Regions from separate parts of the Sus scrofa genome. Here region 2 is linked to region 1. The links are chromatin contacts, called in public HiChIP or PLAC-seq maps. All regions are on one chromosome and are shown on one strand. Each heading gives the region's core, a stretch centred on a gene start, on an enhancer-like site or on the middle of the called end of the contact. The rest is flanking DNA. Distances are from core to core; before and after follow the strand shown.

Region 1 (2,842 bases), core at 196-2,695:
TGATGATCATGTTTATTATTATTTAGCATGCTTCCTAAAACCATTAGGAAGCATACATAATATGAATGACAGGAAAAGGCAATGGATATGTGCCCTTAAAAAACCAATACATCTGAATTAACTGAAATGTTCATGAGCCACTGAGCTATTTAAGAATGTTAAATTACTCTGTGTATACTAAATGCTGCCATAATGTCCCAGTTTGGAACAGTAAAAGCAAGGTCTCCCAGAACACTCCTGTGCTGGTGTTATCTTTATCAAATCACTTTCCTCTGTGTGTGTGTGGGATTGACTTCACGATGCCGAGGTGAAGAAAAAAATAATATCTTCGTCTTTTCCTTGCGAGCCTGATGAGTGGCGTTTTGAGAAATAACACTAGAGGAGTGTGGGGAGGCCAAATTAAAAAAGGGCTATTCAAAATCCTAGTGTCTCTTTCCTGACTAACTCCTGTTGTTAGGTGTCAGCCAAGCACTCGTCCCAAGAACTGGGTCCCTCCAACCCAGGGTTGGGTGCCTTTTGTTTCTGCTCCCACATCACCTGCAGGTACTGCTATGGAAGTGCTGTGTGATACTCTGCACCATCATTGCCCATTTACGTGAGTGTCTCATCTACTGAGCTGGGAGCTTAAAGATCAGGCAGCATCTTGTAGACTATAGCACCCCAAGCATCAAGCCCAGTTTCTGGAACACTCCGTAAGTATTTCTTGACAAAATAGATAGGTATTTTACATGAACTATGTCACTTAACATTCATAACAAGTTTCTAAATCATGACAGCTCTTTAATTTTAATGACCTCAGTTAAAAAAAAAAAAAAAAAAAAGAGTCCTGAGCTGCAGAATTTCCTTGTTCTGCCCTAATCATCCTCCTAGGCCTGGACATAACAGGACCTTGATGGCAGATACCATGTGGTCCTGGGCAGTGGACATGTTATGACCAATAACAGGCAAGTGATGCCTTTTGCTATATAAGTGTCCTGCACAGGATATGTGAATCTACAGGACTCATTAATAGGAAAGATGGTTCCAAAACCTGCCACATGTGGTAGATTGGGAAACTTACTTCAAAGATACATTTCAATCTGGATAGAAACTACGTGGAATAGTTGTGGATTTCTGAAAGCCAAAACTGCTGAATCAGGGGTCTAGAGTGCCCCTATGGCAGAGATCATCCACAGTCCATCCAAATGGGTTTCTCCCTCCTCCTACAACAAGAGAATTGTAGCCAGAGACACGACTTCCCAGTCAGACTCCATGCCCAAGGGACTCCTGAAGTTTTATGTGGCCATCTGACTAAATTCTTATAAATGGAACATGAGTAAAAGTGATGTGTGCCCACGCTGGGTTTGGTCTCAGACAGCAGATATAACTCCACATGCTGTCTTCAACCTCCCATGGACTGAAACCTAACGGGACAGTGACCTAGCTTCAATTGCTCACATGATAACAGTGCCCTAGCAACCCTGGCTCCTGACGGCCACAAGCAGCAGAACTGCCTGGCTGAACTGGAGTGCTTCCTTAAAAAAGAAATTAAGTCTATTCTTTAAACCCCTATATTTTCAGGATGCTTTGTTATAGCAGCAGAGCTTTCCCCTAACTAATAAACTCTCTAAGGAAAGAACTCATATTAGGAGATGGTGGCCTCATTTCCCCTTCACATTTCCGAGCTTCAAGTTTCCTTATCTGTAAAATGAGAAGGGAAACTGAAATCCTCTCTGGCTCCAAAATTCTCTGAGTCATCACTATTCTCCATCCCATGAGGCCTATCCAATCTCACCCTAATGTTTCTTCAAGTTTGCCTTCACTGTGCCTTGTCAAAGTCTGCTCTATGGCTTTCATTTACACTGATAACGGCTTGTTATCTCAACTTGGAGCTTGTGTCATTTACTGAGGATCAAAGCCTTAAATTAAAGGATTGAGCTCATATTAAAAGTTCAGGTACCAACTGGAATTGATGAGATTTTCGAAAGGCAAAGACTCCATGAAATTACTCCAGTGAAATGGAACCTTCAGGTTAAGCTCTGCTCTATTAAAATATAAACATACCAAAAATTTGTAACAACTGTCTTCTCACAGATGAGCATCTATCCCAAGAACTACAAATTACATCTCTTATTTATTTATTTATTTATTTAACCAAGCTGAGGAACCACCTCAAGGACCTATGATCATGTAATGATTTCTCTCATTTCTGGCTGCCCTAATATTTACCCTTCACCTGTTCTGCAAATAATCAACTTTCTACCAGGCTAAAAACCTCTTCCCCATATTTCCACAATTACTCCCATACCACCAAGCCATTTTCTTCACTTTCTGCCTCCTCCGCGACTCATAAATACTTCCTATTAGAAAGAGAACTGCTAATATGACTTTCACATCTGTATCTCTTAATAGCCTAGCATCTGCTCTTACAGGCTCAGGTCTCCAATTCTGAGCAGCATAGAAAATACTACAATATTTTCTACCACTACTACAAAGCCATCAGCTATCACCATAGAGCTCTCACTACATCTTGGATATCACCTTGTATAAGGACCATATAAACCAAAACTGCACTTTTGGCGTCCACCAGTTTTGTAAGTTCGTGAGTGACACAAATGTTCTCCAATTTCATTAACTGCACACAAATCTCCCATTGGCATATCAATTATTTTTTCAACTTCCAAGAGTCCAATAACTTGCTCTAGGAACACTTAAGCCCCTTTTCAGTTTCTTTCAATCAACCTATAAATATCATGCACGTCTGAACTGCTTTGAAATTCCCTAAGCCAGCTAAATCCACATATGTCCCTAAAAGCTAAAGGCTAAATTCTGAAAGACAATATATTGATCATTGCAACTACAA
Region 2 (2,842 bases), core at 243-2,742, 340 kb after region 1:
GGAAGTTCCCAGGCTAGGGGTCAAATCGGAGCTATAGCTGCTGACCTACACCACAGCCACAGCCACATGGGGTTTGAGCCGCGCCTGCGACCTACACCACAGATCATGGCAACGCCAGATCCTTAACCCACTGAGAGAGGCCAGGGATCGAACCTGTATCCTCATGGATATTAGTTGGGTTTGTTACCGCTGAGCCAAAACGAGAACTCCTCTTATGAATCTTGAAAGTCCTAAATCCTGTCCTTCCGTCTACTATGGTAGACAAGGATGTAAAAAGTAAAAAAAAAGAAATCCCTAGGAAAGTGCCTACTTAATTTCATCTCTATCCTCTGGCAACTCAAGTAGGTAAATTAAAAAAATCAACTTTGGTAGTATAATTTGTATGTGATAAAATGCACGCAATTTAATATGTACAACTTGATGCATTTTAACAAATGTGTATTTCCGTATGTAAGCACCCTTATAATTGAGATAACAGATCATTTTCGTCATGCCAAAACATACCTATTGCAGCCAATCTCTGCTCCCAGGAAAATGCAGCTTTGCTTTTTGTTACTATAGATTAGTTTTGCCTTTTCTAGAATTTCACATGGAGGAATTATACATTATCATGCTTTTATATCTGATTTCTTTTGCTCACTCTAATTTTTGAAATTCAAAGAGTGTGCATGTTAGTAGCTCACTCCTTTTTTATGGTGAATAGTATTCCAGACCATTTTTTAACATAAGAACAATTTTTTCATCACTGGATTATGAGGTAGGCAGGATAGCAAGCTTAAATGCCTAGAGAAGCCAGTCACGTAATATAAGTGAGAGAAAGAGGCTGGTGTAAGAAAATTTATGCTCAAAATACTAGACGCTCTTGTTGTATCTTTATTTTCTAGAGAAAAATTTTTCTTTAACTGTGAGGAAAATATAAGTATGATGACAGATGGTAACTGACATGATTTTAGGGGGATAGCAAGGAATGAAAGAGATTGTGGCAATTTACAAAGCCCCCCCTCCCTTTTGTGTGCCAATTGGCATGAGGAGGTTCCTGGGCACAGATCGAATCTGTGTCACAGCAGTGACAAGTGCCAGATCTTTAACCACTAGGTCACCAGCAAACTCTAGTACCCATATTCTTAGGGAAGCAACTTTGCTACGTGCGAATGGGGGACGAGGTTTCAAATCTTACTGTCCTGGAGAATCAGGAAACCTGGATTTGTATGCAGAATCTTAGTTTTAAATGTGGGAAATAAATTTAAATTTTATTTAAACACTGGGCAGGCCCCCTCACTCCCACCCCCACCCCAAATCCAGGTGCCAGATTTGGATGAGGAAACAGGAGGCACTGCATTGTGTCCTCTTATGGCACAGACTAAACGCTGGCCCAAGCCACCCCCCACCCCAGTGTGCTTTCTGGAGAACCACTCTGGTGGTAATGGGGACCTCCCAGCCTAAAGGAAGCCCAGGGTTGGCTCACCTCATTGGCTGCAGGGAAGAGAAAGTAAAAAAGAGAAGCAAAAGTCATTCCAAGGTCCCAAGAAGAGAGGAAGTGCATATTTGCTACAAGCCAGTTATTATTACCTTTCATTTCTCCCACACTGCAGCAGTGTGGGAATACATACATTGAAATCACCTGGCACAGAGAAGCTGCAGAGGCCCAGATCCCCTCTCAATATACTTAATTAGAATCTCTAGTGGCTGGGCCCACTGTGGATTTCGTATCCACACTGAAGTCTGATGCCCACTGCATTGGATTTTTCCGCCTTTAGTACAAGCGGTTCGGTCGGCATTAGGAGTCCGTGTGGTTCTACATCTACGACACCTCCTTTATGGGAAGAACATTAACAGAGACAAGATAAGGTCTTGTGTGCCCCCTAGGGGTTAGCTTGGACAATGAATAGCTTTAGAGATTTAGAGTAGCTTTTAGATTTTCAGAGGTGTCAGAAACAAATATAATAGGTAGTATTTTTGAGCCTTTATTGGCCTCAGGCATTGTGAGTGGCCACTCACATGAATGATTTCATTTAAGTCCAGGAGGCAGGTGATATATCCGCTTTCTACGGGGGAGGAAATTCACCTGTAAATCCAGTGCTGTGGTTGATCATGCGGTCTCCCTCAATATAATTTCTTCTCTTGGCTTCCAGGATATCGTACGCTTTCACATTTGCTACCATTTCACTGGTTCTTCCTCCTTAGTTGTCATTTCAGTCCTCCCATTCTCCAAGACCTATTAATTTTGGAGCACCCCAGGGATCAGTCCTTGGTTTTCTTCTTTTCCTGTAGCAACTTTCTTTCCTTCTTTTTTTTTTCTGTCTTTTCTAGGACCGCACCTGAGGCACATGGAGGTTCCCAAGCCAGGGGTAGAATTGGAGCTGTAGCTGCCAGCCTACGCCAGAGCCACAGCCCCAGCAACACCAGATCCGAGCTGCGTCTGCGACCTACACCACAGCTCACCACAACGCTGGATCCCTAACCCACTGAGCAAGGCGCCAGGGATTGAACCCTCAACCTCATGGTTTCTAGTTGGATTCGTTTCCGCTGCACCTCCATGGGAACTCCTGTACCAACTTTCTGAGTGACAATGACTCCCAAATGTCTATCTTGTGACCAAACTCTCTCCTGAAACGTAGATTCATATATGCAGCTCCCTACTGGGCATGTCCACTTGGATGTCTCAAATTTAACATGCCTAGGAGTGAGGTTCTCATCTTCTCCTACAGACCTATCCCCTACCAGGTTTTCCCTATACAGTTGATGAGATGCCATCCTTCCAACTGCTCATACCAGAAACCTTGGTCTCCTACCTACTCCTCTCATGCACACCACTCCCCTCCACCCCTACAGCCTCCACCAA

Evidence for each region. HiChIP or PLAC-seq counts read pairs in DNA pulled down with a chosen protein or histone mark.
Region 2: a contact with region 1 is called in an H3K27ac HiChIP or PLAC-seq map of alveolar macrophages. The contact joins two enhancer-like sites. A contact is called at or near these places in 1 of 47 Hi-C or Micro-C datasets (embryonic fibroblasts) and 1 of 2 datasets of contacts at active chromatin or transcription factors (alveolar macrophages).

The regions. Positions count from the first base shown.
Region 1 is chr1:230,635,481-230,638,322 of Sscrofa11.1, forward strand. The region is part of intron 5 of GNAQ (G protein subunit alpha q); the gene reads right to left. Among named protein-coding and RNA genes, the nearest start is that of GNA14, 92 kb to the left of the region's middle. Within about 2 kb of position 1,446, at least 4 of the 83 cell types and tissues checked have an H3K27ac peak or open chromatin away from gene starts, as enhancers often do. A contact at or near this core is called in alveolar macrophages, where this site is marked.
Region 2 is chr1:230,979,334-230,982,175 of Sscrofa11.1, forward strand. No RefSeq gene overlaps it. Among named protein-coding and RNA genes, the nearest start is that of GNAQ, 74 kb to the left of the region's middle. Within about 2 kb of position 1,493, at least 10 of the 83 cell types and tissues checked have an H3K27ac peak or open chromatin away from gene starts, as enhancers often do. A contact at or near this core is called in alveolar macrophages, where this site is marked.